2 separate regions of the Zea mays genome follow, and region 1 is linked to region 2. Evidence: chromatin contacts called from public Hi-C data. All regions are on one chromosome and are shown on one strand. Each heading gives the region's core, a stretch centred on a gene start, on an enhancer-like site or on the middle of the called end of the contact. The rest is flanking DNA. Distances are from core to core; before and after follow the strand shown.

Region 1 (4,845 bases), core at 736-3,235, 260 kb after region 2:
AAGTGCATATTATGTCAAAACATATATCTATATGACAGACACCAAGCCAAGCACTAACGAAAGAAAGAGAAACATAGGTGCGAGAAAAATAAAAGGTGAAGTATGCAGGTCTAATATGAAAGAAAACTACAGAGCGGTAAAGCGGGGTCAGAAGCTTCTGCTTGTTTCGCCAACAAATAATTCAAACATTGGAATGGTTGAATGAACCAAAAGGATGCAATACAAATATCAACGACATTATTGATAATCGACAGTGACAACAGCTAGTTTGTTCATGTCAACCAATTTTATGCAAGGGTAATAGAATTACAATAGGATGGCAACTTCGGTGCTACATATCCTAATCCTGAAAATCAACATCATTATTATTAAAATGTCGCTTAAACGTCGTTTAAGCATTGTTTAAACAAAAAAATGTGGATAGAGTTTAGAACGTCCGGTCGTTTTAGCAAAAACATGAAGAACGTCTGTTTATCACGTTTAAACGTCGTTTTCTCGTTTTCATACGTTCTATGCGTGTTCAGGACGTTATGTGTGTTCACATACTCTCCTTTTGTGCTGTTGCTAGCGCAGCTGCCCGCCTCCATCCTCTCCTCCAGGTCCTGCTAGCACCACCGCCCGACTCCCTCCTCCAGCGCCGCCGCCCGACTCCTCTCCTCCAGGGTCGTCGCCACCCACCCGCATCCATCTCCAGCGTCGCCTGTCGCCCTTCCTCAGGTTCCAGCATCCACTGTTGCCTGCCGCCCTCCCTCCGGTTGCGTCCAGAGCCCACAGCCTCCCTCCTCTCCTCTCCTCTGCCCCCTCCTCCCTCTCCATCCTCCAACAATCCAGCACTGCCAGGCCAGTGAAGCGACGCCCTCCCTAGTTTTAGACTTTCAATCATCAAGAGTTCTAGGTTCAGTCTTCCAGTTCAAACAGTGACGCCCTCTCTAGTTTCAGACTTTCAGTCATCAAGAGTTAATGGTTACTGATCATAGATACAAGTTGTAACTTGTGTGGTTGAACTTGATCTGTTTCATTTTGTTTTGTGAACTTAAGTACTTAGCTTTTGTATGAACATATTCTATAATTGAAATTTTTTGAAATGTCTGAAAAGACGTTTCAGCATTCGTTTAAACGTTAAATGTTAAAAAGGTGGTTCGTAACGTTTTACCGCTTTAATAACCATGATCAACATAAGTTGCATACATGTATGTTATCTCAATGCAACTAAATCCATTACCCCGTTCAAGCTTATGCAGTTGCTACAATTAGCATATACACTTCGGACAGCAGCAGTAAAACCAAAAAAAACGAGAAATTCACCTTGCCGCTGAATTTCTTCTCCAGCTCCCTGACGATCCTGACATGGATCTTCCTGAAGGCCTTACGCAAGCGGTATGGGACGTGGATCACAACAGCCTTCCTGCTCCCGGCAACATCCAGCTGGCTGCAGAGTCACGACAAGCATCGTCACCGAATGTCACAGCCATACACCACAGGCTTCTACATCTCAAAGGGCGTAAGCTTACATAGCACCGTTGATGTAAAGGTCCTTGAGGTCGCTCTTGAGCTCCTGGTTACCGTTCTCCAGGTCGAAGAAAGCCTGCAGGTACAACAAAACCGGCCGAAAGCACATCACAACCCCGACACGTGGGCAACCCAACACAGCAGCAGCATTTCGAAGAATAAAAGCGCAATAACGGGAGGGGAGAGAAGGGGATTAGAGCTCGGCTCACCTGGGCGACGGAGTCCTCGAACTCGGAGGGCTCAAGGCCCTTATCCTTCTGGATCTTCTTCCTCGCGGTGTACATCTTGCCTTACCTTCGCCGCCGGATCCTGCAGCGGCGGAGGAAATTCGAAAAGGAGAGCACGGATCAGCAAACAGCGCAAAGGGAGATGGTAAGCAGAGAACGGGCGGCCAGGTCGACGATAGACTAGGGGGCAGGGATGGATACCTGAGCGGGAGGAGATGAGGCGAGAACGCGAAGTGGAGGCGCCGGCGGTTTAATTTGGTGGAGGCTTGGGTGTCTGCGCGAGTGGGAGCTCTTATACGCTTGGTTAAAACCCTAGCCCCGGATAGTGGGCCGACAAGGCTGGGTGGCCGAATATTTTCGAAGCCTACTTTGTGGCCCGACTTGAGAGGTGTGTTACGCTTGTGCATCTTAGGCCCATAGCATTCTGGCTCAATTGTATCACCGAAAGGCTTCGCTTCGTTCACGGCGGAGGTTTCAGGAAGTGATGAAGGGAAGAGGCGAGACGAGACGTGACGTGACGAAATATGTCGTCGAGTTACACACGTCTGTCGTCAGCTGCCGGTTTTTTCCCATACGAAGAGGAAAGAGCTGTCGCTTTTGCTCGGCGGTGGAGGACACATCTTCCTCGCCGCTTCTCGCTTTGATCCGGTCGCGCTCGCGCCCAACGCGCGACCTGGTGAACTAGGACACACCTCCCACGATTCCTTTCTTCTCCGTCTCCGCGTAGCAAAGAAGTTAACCTAGAATCAGAGCAAGAGATCGTACGCAGGAGGGAACACCGGAGCAGCGGCAGCAGCAGAGAGATCGCCGGTGCCGCTCGATCGCCTGTTTGTAGAGAGGAAGGAGACGATAGATGGACGAGATCAAGAACAAGGTGGGCACTTACTGGCTGGGGCAGAGGGCCAACAAGGAGATCTCCCGTCCGGAAAACCCTAAACCCTCCCGTCCCAAATAAGTAGCTTAGACCCTAAACCTAGACGACTATGAGGTCGTCAGGGGCGGCATCACCGTAGACGAGTTCTAGCTTTTGCTACCGACGCTGAGATGGTCCAGCTTCGTCTTGCTTGTGTCACGACCCTTGCCAGCGGTAGAGATCACCGCGACGTGAGACGCAAGACAAGCAGAGAAGAACAGAGATAAGTGGTTGGGTAGTTTCAACAGATTTGATTCCTTTCTGATTTTGCATGTCTGGCTCAAAGCACCGAGTACAATACTTACAGGCACACCAACAACTCCCTGGTCTATTATTTACGGCCCAAGATGGCACTAATACGGCTTAACAGCCCACAACTCCATTACAGACTCCATTAACAACGAAATAGAAATGCCTGGCTGGCTGACCTCGGTCCACCAGTCTTCGCGCCACTCCATCTCCCGCAGATCCATTTCAGTCCGCGTCTTCAGTCATGACATCTCCCCGGGCCTCAGATAACGCTTGTCCCCAAGCGTTTGCCTCTGGAAACCGTGCCCTGACCACTGCATAATCCTCCCATGTTGCAGCTTCCTTAGGTACCCCACTCCATTTCACCAGCACTTGAACAATAGCTCGATTGCCCTTTCTCACCATCCTTCGATCAAGGACCTGCTCTGGCTCTATACCCCCTTGAGACAAATCCACCGCAGGAGGTAGCTCTGAGAAAACTGGAGAATAACAGGGCAGAAATGGCTTCAGTTGTGACACATGAAAAACCGGATGTACTTGTGCATTCCCAGGTAATTCCAGCTTGTATGCCACCTCCCCAATCCTTGATATCACCTTGAAAGGACCAAAGTACTTAAATGCCAATTTAGGACAGGATCGGTTCACCACAGTCTTTTGTGCATAAGGTTGTAACTTCAGCAAAACCAGATCGCCCACTTGAAATTCCCTGGGAGTTCTGCCCTTGTCAGCATACTGCTTCATGCGAAGCTGAGCGCGTGCTAACTGCTCCTTTAACATGATTGAAAATGCATTCCTTTCAGCAAACCAGTCAGCTATCTCCCTATCTTCCATGCCCAGCGTTTTTGGTGCAACAAGCAATGGTGCTTCATAGCCATACAACACTTTGAAGGGTGTACATCCCAACACCGAATGATGTGTAGTATTATACCAGTACTCAGCTAAAGCGAGCCAGCTCTTCCACTTGTTAGGTTGGTCATGTACAGCACACCTGAGATACATTTCCAAGCACTGATTCACTCGCTCACTCTGACCATCAGTTTGAGGGTGATATGCAGTGGACATCAGCAACTTCACTCCCATAAGTTGGAATAGATTTTTCCAAAAGGCACTGGTGAAAACCTTGTCTCTGTCAGACACTATAGATCTTGGAACCCCATGCAACTTCACCACATTCTCGAGAAATACTTGAGCAACTCCTTTAGCAGTAAAGGGGTGCTTTAGAGGAAGGAAATGACTGTATTTCGAGAATCTATCCACCACTACCAGAATGGTATCAAACCCCTCAGACTTTGGTAACCCTTCTATGAAATCCATAGTCACCTCTTCCCAAATACCTTGCGGAACTGGTAAAGGCTGTAGCAGCCCTGCGGGGTGCACCCTCTCAGCCTTGGCCTTTTGACAGATTGCACATTGCTGCACATACTGTGTCACATCATTTTTTAAACCCTTCCACCAGAACACCTTCTTTACCCTCTGATACGTTGCTTGAATTCCAGAGTGCCCTCCAACTGCACTATCATGCAGTGCTGCAATTAGTTTAGTGCGCAGAGCTGAGTTGCACCCAATCCAGATCCGGTTTGCTTTTCTGATAATACCTTGCTGCAAAGAAAACCCCTGTTCATCCGGGCTCTGAATTAACAGTTGAGTGATCAATTGATGTGCATCCTCATCTGTGGCATACGAGTTCACTACTTCTTGAATCCATATAGGCTGAATTTCAGAGAGAACAGACAACCCCATCATATGCTCCACCCTTGATAAGGCATCCGCCACTACATTCTCTGTGCCCTTTTTATACACCACCTGAAACTGCAAGCCCATAAGCTTGGTCATGGCTTTCTTCTGCAGATCAGACTGTAACTGCTGATCTCCAAGATAAGTCAGAGATTTGTGATCTGTTTTAATCACAAAGGCACCCCTCTGCAAATATTGTCTCCACATGTCCAC
Region 2 (4,789 bases), core at 430-2,929:
ACGAACGCGCCATAAGGCTATCCGCAGTCGTCGGACTGTAAAGCCTTTAGAGTCATCGCGACGCTGCAGCGGACGACTGCAAACCCGACTGCACTGTCACCGAGGCAGCCTCCTACCTCAAATATGGCGTGGACTGCACTCTGTCAACGACTGCATACCGGACGCCGGAGTGCTCCACGCATGCACAGATGAGCAAGTGAAGTGCGTACAGCGAAACAAGTGAAGTGGAAAAAATAATATAATATATGGTATTTAGTATAGAGTTAAAATATAGAGTAAATATGATCGCAGATGATTGTGGTATAGAGTAGATAGTTTTGCTGACGAGGATAGAATATTCTTTTTAGAGTACGAATTTAGAGTAGTGTGAGTGCGGATAGCCTAAGGACTGTAGCAACTCCAATTTGCCGACACACGCAGCCCCTATTGCTGGCGAGTACTAAAATCATGACGGTCCGTTAATTGCTCGCCGTCGCCCTCGCCGTTAATCAAATCGACGAGGCAGTAAACGAAAGATCCACGACCGACACGCCCAGATCAATAATATGTATGTACTTACTAGATGGAACACGCACTCTGCTCCCAGATGACAAGTGGGACTAAGGATGGTATGGTGACCCACACGTCGGCGGGAACGGGTGGAGAGGAAGTTTATCGTGGGTGAGGGTGGGGTCAGAAGGATGGGGACGCGGATAGATTTGTCATCTAGTACGTTGGAAAAAGTCACCGCGTCATGTGCATGTGCAGGCTGCAATCTCCCACCCTCACCCTGGCCTGTCTACAACTGGCAGTGCATCCGGCGGGCGCGGGCGGGTCACCGTCACAGCAAATCCTTTTCCAAGCAATACCACGTTCATCTTTTACCTTTTGTAACGTACGCATGTTACTTTTGAGCTTTGACGAATTCCGTGGATCGGATTTGTCATGCTTCCATGGCTCATAAGTGCTCTCTTTTCTCATCGAATTTACACCTATATATACGAAATCTGTACACGGGAGCAGGAGGGCGGTCCAAATCAAATAAAAAAGGGTTCAAAAGTCAAAACCCGACACCCATCCATCAACCTGCAAGCTCGGCAAGTACTTCCCATGCCACCGTCATGAAGGAAATCAACCGATTAATAACCTGAGTAAATTAACCGACACCTGCACGCGGTCCGTACCCTAAACCCTCTCATCCGGGCCCACTCCCCATGGACCCACCTTATATGAAGCAAACCACAAGGTAAACAGAGATCAATTGCTTTAATTAACCAACCGTGTGTTGAGGCAGGCGACAGCGGGGATGAAAAAGTCATCCTAGAAGCATCGCATCTCGTGTCCGCGTCGTTCTGCGCTCCGCCTCATTCTTTCTACCTTCGTCTCTCTCTGTGACCACCTCCACCCCTCCTCTTCTTCTTCCTCCCCTTCTCCCCCGATCTGCGGCGGGGTTGATTCGATTTCGATCCCCTTCTCCATCCGTCGCCCACCTCCCCGCCCAGGCAGCCAACGCAATCCGCTCCCCGAGGCGCCTCCCTGACCCTGACTCCCCTGCCCCCACAACGTGCGTGCTCACTCGCGGTCGGGCGGGCGGGGCCGGCACACTCACCGTCACCACACTTATTAATTCCTCTTCCGCGTCCGCGCTTCAAAAACCTCCTCCGGCTCGTCCCCCTCTAACCAGTCCCCAGTCCCGCGGCGGCCGCATTGCCCGCCGCCGCACCGTGTCCGGCTAGGACTAGGACCCCTGTTTGGGCTCTTGCGTTTCGATTCCTGGGTCGTCTGCAAGGAGTGTGGCCGACGGAGGGGGCCAAAATGTGGGCGGAGAGGGTGGTCGGCGAGCGCCGGATGCGGCAGATCCAGCGCTTCGCGCGGAACGCCAAGCTCACCGTCGTCTGCCTCCTCCTCACCGTAGTTGTGCTCCGCGGCACCGTCGGCGCCGGCCGCTTCGGCACGCCGCAGCAGGACCTCATCGAGCTCCGCCAGCACTTCGTCTCCCACCCGCACCGGGCGCTCGCGGAGCACCACGACGCCAGGTCCAGGGCCTCCACCACCACCACGTCGTCCTCGTCCTCGTCTTCCTCCGGCCGCCGCGACGAGCCCGACCCACCGCCGAGGTCGCTCAGGGACCCGCCCTACACGCTGGGGCCCAAGATCTCCGACTGGGACGAGCAGCGCGCCGCCTGGCACCGCCGCCACCCGGAGACGCCGCCTTTCCTCAACGACATCAAGCCACGGGTGCTGCTCGTCACGGGGTCCTCGCCCAAGCCCTGCGAGAACCCCGTCGGGGACCACTACCTCCTCAAGTCCATCAAGAACAAGATGGACTACTGCCGCGTCCACGGCATCGAGGTCTTCTACAACATGGCGCTGCTCGACGCCGAGATGGCCGGCTTCTGGGCCAAACTCCCGCTCATGCGGGCGCTGCTCCTCGCGCACCCGGAGGTCGAGTTCCTCTGGTGGATGGACTCTGACGCCATGTTCACCGACATGGCGTTCGAGCTCCCGTGGGAGCGCTACGGGCCATACAACCTGATCATGCACGGCTGGGACGAGATGGTCTACGACGACAAGAACTGGATTGGGCTCAACACCGGCAGCTTCTTGCTGCGCAACTGCCAGTGGTCGCTTGATATGCTGGATACCTGGGCGCCAATGGGGCCAAAGGGCCCTGTCCGCATCGAGGCCGGCAAGGTGCTGACCAAGTCCTTGAAGGATCGGCCAGTATTCGAGGCCGATGATCAGTCGGCCATGGTGTACATCCTCGCGACACAGCGCGAGAAATGGGGTGATAAGGTTTACCTTGAGAATGGGTACTACCTCCACGGCTACTGGGGGATCTTGGTCGACAGGTATGAGGAGATGCTTGAGAACTACAAGCCAGGGCTAGGTGATCACCGGTGGCCGCTCGTCACACATTTTGTCGGGTGCAAGCCATGCGGCAAATTTGGAGACTACCCTGTCGAGCGATGCCTCAAGAACATGGACCGTGCATTCAATTTTGGGGATAACCAGATCTTGCAGATGTATGGGTTCACACACAAGTCACTAGCAAGCAGGAGAGTGAAGAGGATCAGGAACGAGACCAGCAACCCGCTTGAGACGAAGGATGAGCTTGGGCTGCTTCATCCAGCATTCAAGGCTGTGAAGACTTCCACATGATAATTAGAGTACAGTTCCACTTGTTTATTTTGTTGGCTCGTTCTAGATCCTGTTGGGTCTATAATCCAAAGTGTTCTTTTTTGTAGAATCGGGTGACGACAGAAGTTTGGGTTGGGGTCATGGGATGGATATCTTTGTTGTAATGTGAGGTGTTAGGAGAATTATGTTATGTTTATTTATTGGCATAAGTTATGTCTTACACGTACAAATGAGTTAATGGATGAACTCAAGTTATTGGTTCAATGATAGATTTCAATGGAGTTTCCTGTTTTTTTTATTATTGCCGGGATTTATGTTAGGCTGTCTCCACTCTCTAGTAGACTGTGTATACTTAGACTCTACTGTTTATACAATAGGAGGTGAGATATAAAGTGCTGGAGAAGGCCAAAGTGTGGTAATAGCCCTGTAGGTGTTCTTAAATCAAGCTTGGTGTGTATATATAATCGATCACCAAAACGCGCAAAAGGCTTGCTAGGATGAATTTTGTTACCATGACGGGCAAGCTTATGTTCTTTTAGAAGTACTGTTATGCTGACTTTTGTATTGCAAGCTTCCATTAACATCGTGACGAGTTTACCTTAACAGCACTTCTTACAGTGGAATGCAACTGCAACTGGTTGTAGTCAATGCAGTGACATGGTGCTGTTAGCTTGGCAGGGACTTCTTGATATTATTATCGTCGGAAGATTCGACAACAGTTCCTTGGTTTCAAAATCGATCGCTACTGTCGATGGAATCAGTGCCAGTGCTGATGCGGGGTTGTGCAAATAACTGGAGATAGATTTGTATGGTCTTTCCATTACCGGGGAATAGCTTGCCTATCAATGCATGCTGCCTTCTGTTGGATCCCAGCAGAATTTCGTAGGCATCTGTGAAGTGTGAACAGCATCGCCGCAGAAGTGCATATGGATCTGGAAACTATATGATTCTTCAGCAACCTGTGTCAGGAAAATTATAAAATTGATCCTACGAAATCAACGATTCGCCTATCTCCGTGCCGAGGTAATTACAGCTCGTACTCCAATCAGTCATCTTTTCTCCTCTTTTCTAGGTGGTCAACTTCCATAGATACTGGCGTACCACTGCCAAAGAATAGTATCGGAGGCTCTTACAGAGGTTTGATAGGTCTGATGCAAGGACAAATAGACACAGGACTATTCCATGAATATGGTGAGACTGATTCAAATCCATGACCAGGTAACTTAACGAGCAGCGAGATATGAGAGGTTTGGTAGATCTGATGTAAGGATAATAAACCGACGCAAACCTTTTTCATAATTGTAGAAAGACCGTTTCAAATCCGTTATCTGATAACTCATGCTACTCTACGAGACCCGCCCTTCGCTGGGTACTATTATTATTTACATACGAAGAAGCGATTTGACTTAATTTTAGCGAATTAAATCATGCATCACCTCTACTTCTGGACGTCTGGTGTCCCAAATGCTGTCGAGTTCTTATTGATACCATCTTTCTTTATAAGAGGGGCACAGAAGCTGCATCAGTGCTCACCTGTACAGCTGCTTTAATCTCCTCGCGGCTTCGATGATGTTCTCTCTGTGCCCGAACGCGCTGACCCTCACAAAGCCTTCGCCGCCCGGTCCGAATCCACTGCCAGGAGTAGTGACCACATCCGCCTTCTCCAGGA

What was found. A called contact is a pair of places that touch in the nucleus more often than the background predicts.
Region 1: a Hi-C map of tassel shows a contact between it and region 2, with 2.4 times the contacts expected there. The contact joins the promoter of LOC100274227 here to the promoter of LOC100283706 in region 2. A contact is called at or near these places in 2 of 25 Hi-C or Micro-C datasets (ear and tassel).

Annotation. Positions count from the first base shown.
Region 1 is chr9:143,157,785-143,162,629 of Zm-B73-REFERENCE-NAM-5.0, forward strand. It overlaps LOC100274227 (40S ribosomal protein S7), which reads right to left and starts at 1,986. Exons shown (of 6, transcript NM_001148598.1): 1 at 1,938-1,986; 2 at 1,719-1,818; 3 at 1,512-1,585; 4 at 1,306-1,429. The coding sequence starts at 1,793.
Region 2 is chr9:142,893,356-142,898,144 of Zm-B73-REFERENCE-NAM-5.0, forward strand. LOC100283706 (glycosyltransferase 5) reads left to right here and starts at 1,680. Exons shown (of 1, transcript NM_001156605.2): 1 at 1,680-3,344. The coding sequence starts at 1,795. The coding sequence ends at 3,141. It overlaps LOC103639249 (probable LL-diaminopimelate aminotransferase, chloroplastic), which reads right to left. Exons shown (of 12, transcript XM_020544312.2): 12 at 4,385-4,789. The coding sequence ends at 4,650.